Linked DNA regions of Mus musculus: region 1 is linked to region 2. The links are chromatin contacts, called in public promoter capture Hi-C maps. All regions are on one chromosome and are shown on one strand. The core of a region is the stretch at or near the end of the contact, and the rest is flanking DNA. Distances in the headings are between cores, read along the strand shown. Region 1 has its middle 2.9 kb from the start of Gm39353. Region 2 holds the start of Spesp1 (sperm equatorial segment protein 1).

Region 1 (5,734 bases), core at 802-3,301, 360 kb after region 2:
AACTCCTGGGGAGGTAGTTACGACCGTCTGAGGAAGGGTGAGGTAACTATACCACAGAGGCAGAGTGCAGAGGGGACACGGTCAGAAAGGTGTCCACAGCTCTTCTTGTTACTCGGTGAAGTGGTCTATGCAACCTTCCACCTGACCCCCCACAATCTTTATTAAGCTGAGCTCATGGGTGTGGAGGGGGGTGGCACAGTTAATAAATCACATCCATGCAAGGTTGGGGACTAGAATTCGAGCCACAGCACCAATATTTTAAAAAGCTGCTTTGGGTTGTATGTAATCTCAGCCCTGGGGAGGCAGAGACCAGACAGTTTAGCTCAGTCAGCATGCTCCAGGCCCGTCTGAGACCCCATCTCAAAAACAAGATAGACGCTCCTGAAGAGTGACATGAGAGATTGCCTCCTGGCTTACACACAGACACAAACACACACACACACACACGCATGCATACACATGTAATGAGGAACCTGCACAAATACATACACACACACACTTAAAAACAAACCTTCCTTAGGTTGTATTGCTTTCCTAGTTGGCTTTGAGGAGCGAGCTTGCTTTTCAGAGACACGAAAAAGTCTTGGTTTCTTGGCGAAGCTGGGTCTGAGACATAACCCAGAGCACTGCTCACAGGAGAGCCAAACCTGAGCTTTAATCATGCTAATGGCCATTGTCAGTTGAACTTGTATACACGCAGTGCTAAGTGCATTACATAGACTTTACTCACAGTCCTCCACAGTGGAAACTGACAGCCTTCTTTTTAAAAAGAAAGAAAAACTGAGACTCTAAATTAAACTCAATTAGTGACGAACAGCCCAGGATTCCTCCTTAGGCCTGTGACCTCAGACCTGGGTTTTAAAAGCTTTCTTTCTCAGAGGTGGTTTTCATTATGCCAGTGCAATGAACAGTCTGAGGCTGGTGACTGGCAGCCAGGGCTGGGGCATGGTTTATGAGTATGGGCGAGAGTTGTGGCCATGGACAATGCTACATGTAGATACAGTCAGCATGGCCCATGTGCTTGAAGATACACACATGTCTTCTGTACACTTCTACTGGGAACAAACCCTCTGCACCTCTACTCTGCCCGGTATTCCCCTGGGAACTCTGGGAACTTCCAACAGGAGACCCGAGGCCATGGGAGTTTGGCAGAGGAAAGACAGCACTTGCTTCCCTGGGTCTACAGATGTTGCCTTGTGACCTGGCCGAAGCCATACAGGGTGTGAGGTGCAGGGGACACAGCAGCACCAGAATCGTTAAGCTCACTTCTCTCATGGAGGAAACTGACTTCAGCCATCTCCTCAGGCAAGCATTCAATTGCACTGTGACTCTGCAAGGGACTGTGACTGGGCAGAGTTTGGGGTACAGAGGCTGAAGACTAGAGATGAACAGATAGTTGTCACCCAGGTGACAGGCGGGAGGAACATTTCAGACAGAGGGGATAGATAGCCTGTGTGCAGGGCCCCTGTGGTGGGACGGATGCAATGGGAGCAGCCAGGGCCAGCATGAGGTCCAGGAGAAGATGGTGACATAACCCTACCAGGCACCTGAGAAGCATAGGACGGTCTGTCTGAGGACAGTAGGGGGACAATAATCACACACAGGAGTTGTGATTGTGACAGATCTGCATTTCTGAAAGGGAAGTCTGGCTTTCAGGGGAGCAAGGAGGCATACAGAGAACCTGAGAGGGAGGCACCTGTATAGCACATAGCCTTAGCCATCTAGACAATGATGACAGAGCTGAGGCCTTTAGAAGCAGCTTCGCCATGGTTCCTAAGTCTTAGCATCTAAGAAGAGATACCCAGCTTCCCAGCCTATGTGAGAGCAAAGCAGTCCCTGACGCTAGGGAGGATGCTCTGCCTCATTCTCAGAGTCTCTTATGTTTGGCTTCGCTCGGGCTTTTTGGAAAATAGTAGAGAGACAGGGGAAGGAGGCAAGTTCTCCAATTTCTGGGCCATTTTCCCATTTTTTGTGGGAAAGTGCCCTGCAGTTATCTGTATAGATTGTCAGAGTGGATGGCAGCAAGCCCAGCCCAGGCCCTTTAGGGGAGAAGAAATGCATGATTCAGCTGGCAGGAGGGAGCCAGGGGGGTTAGTAATTGATGGTGGAGGCCAGAGCAAGGCTAGGGGCAGAGGGGAGACAGTGAGGGGCCTGAGATCCTCTGGGCAGAGATGCTCTAGAGAGCATGATGAGACAGGAGTGAGACTTTGGGGCCCCTCTGCAGGCAGAGAGGCTCCTGGGCACTGCTGCCTAAAGGCAAATCCGCCGTGCAGGGAGCCAAGAATTAATAGGTCAGGACCAATGGGGTGGCTGATCCAGTGGTAGAATTGCTTTTGGTCCCGGTCCAGCCTGCAAATTACAGGCCTAGGTTGCTGCTTCTGGAAAAGCTACTGGAATCAGGGTCTGCTGGTGACTGTGGTCAGCAGTCACACTGCCCTGCCTTGCCTTTCTGGGGCCATGGTCAGCTCTGATGGGGGGGGGGGGGCAGGGCTCTCCTTCCTATGTGTCAGGAACTTTGACATCACTGATATGTCAAAGAAGGGTTTGAGGGTTCCCAATTGCAAAAGTGAGCCTGGCTTCACGGGGCCTAAGAGACATGAGCAGCAGGTCTAATCCTCATGTGCCTGTGCGGTGTCCTGGATGGTTGCTAGGAGGCAGGAAGTGGATTTCCTAGCTTGGCCATGGCTATGAGGCTTTGGAAACTGTGTCGCCGCATTCTGAGCCTTGGTGTCCCAAGCTGGGAAATGAAGATTTTCGATGGCCAAGGTCAACACCAAACAAAAACAGGGTGACTGTAGGACTCTGACAAGCTCATGTCCACTGGGGTGGCACTTCCTCTGGCCTTCTGCCTTGTAAGTAGCCAGCTATCCTGCTGCACACATGATGAAGCCAAGGCTACAAAGCGAAGGGTTCTGACTGCTATCAAGTGGATGGTGACTGGCTGAGCCAGCACTCTACCCCCATCCACCCAGCCAAGGCTAAGGTGCCCGCCCCCCTGACCCTATATGGCTGCCTGTGGGTTCGTCTGGAGTCAATTTACGTTTAAGGAGGTTTTAAAAAATATTAGTTCTGAAATTCAGAACCAGAGACAACAGTTGCCTTGTTAATTTTCAGGCAGGACTTAAAGTGGGCGGGACTGTGGGGGTCAGCTCCAGCCAACACCACGTGAATTCCGACCAAATAAAAAGCCTGGAGCAGTGCCACCAACATCTTTTGGAACCTGTGTAGTAAGGTCAGACTGGGTGGGGTTGGTTTACAGAGATCATAAAAAATCAAAGATTTCAGACATCAAGTATTTGCCCACTCTGCCCCAAAGATTTTATTTATTTGGTTTGTTTATTTCAGGGTGTGAATGTATGTAGTGTGTGTGTGTGTGTGTGTGTGTGTGTGTGTGAGAGAGAGAGAGAGAGAGAGAGAGAGAGAGAGAGAGTGAGTGTGAGAGTGTGTGAGAGTGTGTGTGAATGTGAGAGAGTGTGTGTGAGTGTGAGAGTGTGTGTGAGTGTGTGTGAGAGTTTGTGAGAGTGTGTTTGTGTGTGTGAGTGTGAGAGTGTGTGTGAGTGTGTGTGAGAGTGTGTTTGAGTGTATGTGAGTGTGTTTGTGTGTGAGTGTGTGTGTGTGTGTGTGTGCATGTACAGTAGGTATTTGGGCATGCACATATGCAGAGTCCAGAGGTTGATATCAAGTGGCTTCCTCTATAACTTTCCACCGTATTTTGAGACAGGGTCTCTCACTGAGCCCAGAGATTACCAATGCAGCTATACTGGCAAGCCAGTGAGCTCCAGCCTGTCTCTGTCTCCTCAGTGCTGGGATTATAGACACACACACACACACACACACACACACACACACTGCTATTCCAGGCTTTTAGCTTTTAAATGTGCATGCTGTGCATCCAAACTGAGGTCCTCATGCTCGTCCGGCAAGCAGCTTTCCAATGGAGCTTCTCCCCTCCTCCACAGTTTCATAGATACAGAACCTGAGCTCTCTAGATGGGGGTGGGGTGGGGGTGGGTGGGGGGAGCTGCCTGAGACCTTGAGTCTTTCTTCTCCACAGAGCTTCAAAATGGCAGCAGCCTCCTATATTCGTCACAGATGACCAGATAATCTCAGGAAGTGAGGTGGCTACACTTCTCAGAAGCCCTTCAGCAAGCCACAGGGAATCCCGCTGGCCTCTACGAACATGCTCAGGGGTCTTTAACTGAAAGCTTATCCTCACCCCCAATCAGTCCTGCAACATGGTCCCTCAGCAGCCAGCTACCACCTCCACAAACTCCTCACTACCCCATGCCTCCGTTTCCACCACCATTGCCAATTGCTCTAGATTTTAGTTGCTTGTTTGTTTGTTTGTTTGTTTGACTCCAAACACGGCCTTTGCACAGGCTGAGCTACTGGCAACCCCACCACTGCTTGACAGCCTCAGCCCTCGTGTTTATTGAGATATGACCTCATGATGTAACCCAGGCTGGATTTGAACTTGCAGTCCTCCAGCTTCAACCTCTTGAGTGCTGGGGTTACAGGTGTTACCACAACATGCCTAACCAAAAAAAAAAAAAAAGGTAATTTTTAGTCAATGCTAGGATCTGAGAGGGCAGTACTCCAGCTGGGGTACAGCCTGCCTGTTACTCACTTTTAAGGGTGTGGCCCTGCCTGTTTGCAGAGGACATAGCCACTCTCTGAACCAGGATAATAAGAGTGTGACAGTAATAGCAATCGGCACCTATACAGAGGCTTAGTACACTCAGCAGGCTTTGTGCGGAGGTCACCTCACTGTAAACCCTGGGCATACAATCACTCCCTGTAAGTATATTTGTACCTTCTGAAGATGGTAAGGAATTTGCCCAATGGCAAAGCTGGGACTACAGCCCTGGGCTGGTTGTATGAGTTCATCCTGGCAGCTTCCTACACCTGCGTCACTTTTTATCAGGATTAACCTTTTTTGACCAGCTACACCATGGCCTCTCAGGGAAGAACACGTTTATCTCCTCAGTTCCTGTTGAATCCGACAGAGTTAGTTACTCTCAGAAATGACCACGTTAGCTGAGGAGAGAGTCTGTGCTGAAGAAAGCACGAGGTTCCCAGTCTCACCTCCCGCCCCTGAGACCCACAGTTTAAAAGCTGGATCATCTGTGAGTTCAAGGTCAACCGGGTCTACAGAGTGTGTTCCAGGATAGCCAGGGCTACACAGAGAACCACTGTTCCGGCGTGGTAGTCCCAGCACTGAGCAGGTAGAAGGCAGATCCCTGGAGGACCCAGGCAAGCTTTCCTGACGTACTTAGTGAGTTACAGACCAGTGACCTTGTCTCAGAAAACAGGGTAGAAAAAACAAACAAACAAACAAACAAGATAGGGACTGGGGAGATGGCCCAGTGGATGAATGTTTGCTATGCAAGGGTGAAGACCTGAGTTCAAATCCTCAGCGCTCACATAAAAGCCAGGCATGGCAGTGCACCCAAGAGAGGGAGATACGAAGACACAGGCAGATTCCAGGGACTTACTGGCCAGCCATCTAGCCAAAGCACCAAGTTCCAGGTTCAGAAAGAGACTCTATCTCAGGCTCCCCTAAGGACTTCAATAAGGGCAGGAATACACAAAGACAAGCTAGTCCCCAAGGCAGAAAGATTGAGTCAACAGTCCTGATTGAACGGTCCAGAGAGAGTGGAAAGAAGGCTCTGGCCAATCACGAAAGAGTGGAGAAAGGCACCTGGCCAATCATGAGAGAGTGGAGAAAGGCACCT
Region 2 (5,707 bases), core at 1,640-4,139:
TGGAGTGCCAGCAAAAGAGGAGGAGGGGAAATTCCACATCCCAGGAAAAGATCTCTCGGGGATGAAAAGAAAACCAAGGAGAAAACAGGAGAAATGGCCAGAAAACCTTACCCTGATGGCTAAATGTGCTTCACCAGGACTGGCAGCCTGGCTCAGCCAGGAAAGTGCCTGGCAACCTGAGTTGGAAGCCGAGAACCATCCATGAAGGGGCAGAAGGAGAGAGCTGGCTCCATAAGATTGTCCTTAGCCTCCACACATGGGCTGTGGCAATACGTTCATAACATAACACAACACACACACACACGCTATACAAAGAAACTATAAAAAAAAAGTAAGCCAAAATGGAATTAAAAATAGTGTATCCTTCAAGATGAAATGCATTGTGTCTGTCTATGTGCTCAAGTATGTTTTAAACATTATAGCTTTAAAGCCAAACCATGTTGCTAATTTCAACACGTGGTTTGATATAAATGCCTGTTATAGTAAAATATCGTATACAACACTGGGAAGCATGATAGCTAAGTAAAAGAAAAAGTTGAATTTTAAAACTCACATCAAGATGAAAATGTTGAATATATCTGACCTTTGTACTTTGAGGATTCATGGACTTGGGGAGGTGAGTTGGCAAGTAGAAGCTCCCACACACATACAAGGATCTGAGTTCTAATCCCCAGGCCCCAAATAAAGCCATTCTCCACAGTGGGTAGCTCTACTCACAGAGTTCCTACCACAAGGGGGAGGGAGGAAAGAGACTCTCTGGTGTCCACAGTGGTGAACAAAAGTCCCTGTATCAAAGGCGTGGAAGGTGAAAGAAGCTTAGGTTATCTACTGACTTCCACACACATACACACCACAGCACCTACACACACACACACACACACACACACACACACACACACACACACACACACACACATTCTGAACTCATACATCTTTACTTTGTCCTGCCAACCTTGACACAGACACTGTTGACAACACACCAAAATTTAACCACAAATTTTATATGTTAATTATTAAAAGATTCTTACAACCTCAAGCACAAGAAATACAGGGTGGCCTTATTCCATAAAGAACTCGTGTATGTGGAAATAAACCTGAGCATCCATCACTCAGTAATGAGCCAGCCCTGCCTCAAGTCCATAACTTCAGACAAGTTCCATGTATTTTCCAGACCTGTCGTACAGTAGACTCAGAGAACAGAGTTCCTCAGTGCTGTATGAAGTTGTGCCTCAAATTCAAGCAAAATAAAATAACTGAGCTGACATATTTCCAGCTCAAGCTAACCAGGCTGTTGTTTTCATAACTAGAATTCTGCAGAGTGACTGGAAAAGGGACCTCTGGGTTACTTATCCAGCACTAACTTTTTACTATTAATTAAAAAGAAGTGGAGCTTTTGCTGATAGATAAAAAAGTACTTATATTAGTCAGGCATTCTGAATAGAAAATAAAATCTAATTTAATGTCTTTGTGTGCTTTGTGATTTTTTTTTTAATGTCATTAGGCTCAAGTCCTCCCACACAGAGAAGATGAGCTTGCTCCAAGCCACTTGTCTTGCTCATAGGACATCAACAATTCTAACACACTGTAGTCTTCCTGAGAGCTTGCAAAGCAGTTCTTGGAAGCCAGTTGTCATGGTTTAAAGAGACTTGGAGGCTGGGCACAAAGGTCCGTTGGTAGAACGTTTGCCTGGTTAGTGCACGAAGGCTTGCTTTGGGTACCAAGGACTGTGTTAATTGGGCGTGCTGGCACACGCCTGTAACAACCAGACATGGGGAAAGTAGAATCCTGAGGATCAGAAGGTCAAGGTAATTGTTGGCTAAGTAGTGAGTTCAAGGTCAGCCAGGGCTTCATGAGACCCGGTCTCAAAAGATAAAATGGACTTGGGGAAGGGGCAGGACAAAAAGGAAAAGGGCAGAAAAGGTGTGTGTGTGTGTGAGAGAGAGAGAGAGAGAGGCAGAGACAGAGAGAGAGGGGAGAGGGGAGAGAGAAACAGACACACAGATAGACAGAGACAGAAACACAGAGATTGAAAATAAGAGTTCACCAAGAACATCAACCTGGAAACCTTACCCTAAGAATATGCCATCTACCTCATAATTATTCATTAAAATATATATTTTTTAAGCCACAATACAGAACCTACTGTGCTGCTATCCCCTTTTAGAGACAGCCCACTCCCGTCTCTCTCTGGAGTGCTTTGCTTTGTCTAATAAACTTCTGTCTAAACTGTTGGTGTCTTTTGATTGACTTCTTTCCTTTCAGAAGCCTAGGAGACACGCCCCGACCTTCTACACATTCCCTTCAAATTTAACTGCAAGGACCCGCTAGTCCTTTACTGCCAAGGACCAGATAGTAATCATCTCAGGCCTTGCAAGGCAGAATTGTGCAGCAAGCCCTTAGTTGCTGTTCTAAAGCAGGAAAACAGCCACGGCCAAAGTATACAGTAACGACTGTGGTTGCATTCCAACAAAACATGAAGTGTTTAAGCCCAGGCTGCAATTATGTTTTGTGCCTGAGGAGTGAACACCTAAGTGCCACCTAAGGGGGGTCCCGGCTGAAAGGAGGAGGCACGGCGAGCCCAGCTTAGGAGTTGAGCATCCTGGGGGCAACGGGAGGGGCAGGATGAGGACTGAAGTGACACACTTGGCACCCAGTGTGTGACAGTGAGGTGGGAAGGTGTACACCTAGGTCACCACCAGGCACATCACTCACTTGGATACGCCAGCAGTGACGAAGGCCATAGCCACAGCGCAACTAGGACCACCAGCTTCATGGGCGTCGTTCAGAGCACTCCGCCATCCGACGGGAACGTCCTGGGGCCACCAGGCCTGGGTACCTCAGGGCCGAAAGGAGGGGATGTCAGAGGCCTACCGTCCCACGTCAGGGCCTTGGCGCCCCGCAACGGTTGCCCCAGTGAATGGATGGGGGCAGGGCGGCCGCGTGCGTGTTACGCATGCGTGTTAGGACTGCTCAGACTAGGAAGTGGCTCGATGGCGATGGGCCGCTACAGGTCCTAGGGTAGGGGCTAGAGAAGCTCGATAAGTGGCACTCTATGGCACTCCCCGGTTGAAAAGCCTGGCCTCAAGCCTTCAGCCGTTGCACAGAAGTGGATGTCTGATCGAAGAGATAACCTAGAGATTACACAGAGATGATTGTGATCGGAACTACTGAAGGAGACCCCAGTTTGCCCCTAAAAGAGATGAGACTGAAGGATCAATTGCAAGAAGGCTGAGAGCGCCCCCAATAGCTATTGGTAGTTCAGATTGCATGATTGACTGCAGTGTGTGTGTGTAGGTAGGGACATTGCAGGCTCTGTGAAGAACTTTGGTTGTCGTTTTGATTTGTTAAGATTACATGCCATTTCTTTGATGATAAAGAGGTAGAAATGATGGAGAAATGCATGACTGTAAACGGATAGTGTAATAGAATTAGTTAGGGTCTTCTCTGTCCCAGACTGACCTGGAACTACACTGCACCCACGGATAATCTGAACTAATGAAATTTCTGCCTCCACCTTCCAAACCCTGAGTTTACAGGCACAGGTATGGACCAGCATGTATCATTTCTGCTGTACTAAGTATTGAACCCAGGGCTGTGCCTGATTTAGACCAGCGCTCCACAGCCTGAGCTACTCCCCAGTCTCAGTGAGAGAATGTGTTGTTGTTGTTGTTGTTTTGGGGGGGGTGTTGTTTCTGTTTTTGTTTTCTTTTTTTGTTGTTGTTGATTTTTTTTGGAGTTATAGTCATGTGGCTACTCAATTCTATATGTGGGTTAAAATCTGTAGAACTATACTTTTTTTTCTGTATGATTAATCATTAAAACTCACATGTAATGAAATGTCTGTCTTAGAAACAAGGAACTTAGATTCCAGTCTGAGACAATGGGGGGATGCTTCAATGTTCTGAGCTAAGGAAGGCTGAGATTAGATGACAGCGGTAAAAAGCTTAGACTCATTGTAGAGACCAGAAGATGTCAAAGAAGGCAGAGTAGAGGCAAGGTCTAGTGAGGAGACTCGGGGGTACTGCTGAGGGCCTGGACTCCTGGGAGCAGACAATTCGGAGCATGTGATCATGTCTGAGACATGTAGAGTTAAAATCAGTAAGACTGTGCTTAGAGAGGTGGAGACAGGATCAAGGGTTGAAGTCTAGGCCAGCTCCATGTCTTAGCTATTGTGATTACAAAGCAATCAATATGTGTGTGTAAGTCTGTCTGTGGCATGCTGACTTCAGGTACACACCCAGGGATGGAATAGTTGATTGTATGGTAGTTCCATTTTTTAAAAACAAACAAAGAAACAAAAATTGTGTGTGGTGCCAGAGAGGTGGCTCAGTAGGTAAGAGCACTGGCAGCTCTTCCAGAGATCCTGAGTTCAATTCCCAGCAACCACATCAAGGTGGCTCATAACCATCTGTAATGTTATCCCATTCCCTCTTCTGGTGTGTCTGAAGAGAGCGACAGTATACTCACATACATAAAAATAAATAAATAAATAAATAAATCTTAAAAAATATACTTGAAAGCCAACCTAGGCTACATGAGACACTGTCTCAAAAATAATAAAGATTAGGGAATTGTTTAAATGTGGAGGAGGAGAAAATAGGAGACGATGCCCAGATTTCTGGCTAGATCATTAGGGTTTTTTGATGAACATTTACTGAAATGTGCAATGTAGGTACGTACGGAGGTGGAGAAGGATAAAGAATTTTGTGCTCCATGCTGTTAAGGTAAGGATGGGCTTGGGACCTCTGACCGGAGTGGTCTATCCCGTGAGGAGTTGGATGTAGGCCAGGAAGAAAGCTGAAGCAGAGGTTGAGTTATAGGCGTGAACATTTGGTAGCAGAGCTGTCTGAGATAGATCAAGAAAGATGGGCAGATGGAGCAGACCCTGGTCCTAGGATGGATCGCCAGGAGACAGGCAGGCTAGAGAGGACACAGTGGAGAGGGAAGGATTCCAGAGAATGGTGGTGGTAAGGAACCCGAGAGGCACACTGTGGAGGAGTCTCAGACTGTTGAACTTCTGAAAAGACAGATGGGGGAGGGGGGCAGAAGGAAGAGGGGGGAGGCAGACACAAAGACAGGCTTAGGCCTAGCATCAGCTACAGGCCCTTGACAGGAACAGTTTCGGTGAAGTGGTTTGGGAAGAAGCCAGGCCAGGCTGAGTCAAGGGATGAGTAAGAGGTAACGAAGTCGTGACAGCTTGCACGGTGCTGTTTCAGGCTTGGTTCGTGAGTCTTCGAGGCTCCCCAGCAGTGCTCACCCCAAATATAGCAGCATGCTGGAACCAAACAGTTGGGACTGTTTGGAAAGCAACTTGGAATATGTAACAAAAGCAGTAACATAATACACACACTGTGATATAAATTCTATAACACAGATTCAGGGAGAGAACGTAGGTCCTAAGATAACCGTAGCTTGTAATACAGAGACAGTCAAATCCAAAGAAAATATGGACCTAAGGTTCCTACTCCCTACCCCCATCACCTGTTGAAATCCCAGCTCTCGCCAAGATGAGAAGGCGATGGAGCTTTTGAGAGATGAATACCTTCACGAGTGAGATTGGTACCCTAAAACAGAGACCCCAGAGGTTCTGTGGGAGGACACTGGATGACAGTCATCTGTGAAGAAGGTGGCTTCCACCAGACACCAAATCAACTCTCCCACCTCCCAGTAGTTGAAATAAATTGTTGTTTCAATCACCTGGCCTGTG

The links. Promoter capture Hi-C pulls out the DNA fragments that hold promoters and counts their contacts.
Region 1: a promoter capture Hi-C map of liver shows a contact between it and region 2, with 3 times the contacts expected there. The contact joins the enhancer-like site here to the promoter of Spesp1 in region 2. A contact is called at or near these places in 6 of 39 promoter capture datasets (the 3T3-L1 cell line, embryonic stem cells, hippocampal neurons and 1 more) and 1 of 484 Hi-C or Micro-C datasets (uterus).

Annotation. Positions count from the first base shown.
Region 1 is chr9:62,643,925-62,649,658 of GRCm38.p6, forward strand. No RefSeq gene overlaps it. Among named protein-coding and RNA genes, the nearest start is that of Gm39353, 2.9 kb to the right of the region's middle. Within about 2 kb of position 2,052, at least 45 of the 459 cell types and tissues checked have an H3K27ac peak or open chromatin away from gene starts, as enhancers often do.
Region 2 is chr9:62,279,290-62,284,996 of GRCm38.p6, forward strand. Spesp1 (sperm equatorial segment protein 1) reads right to left here and starts at 2,890. Exons shown (of 2, transcript NM_025721.2): 1 at 2,713-2,890. The coding sequence starts at 2,773.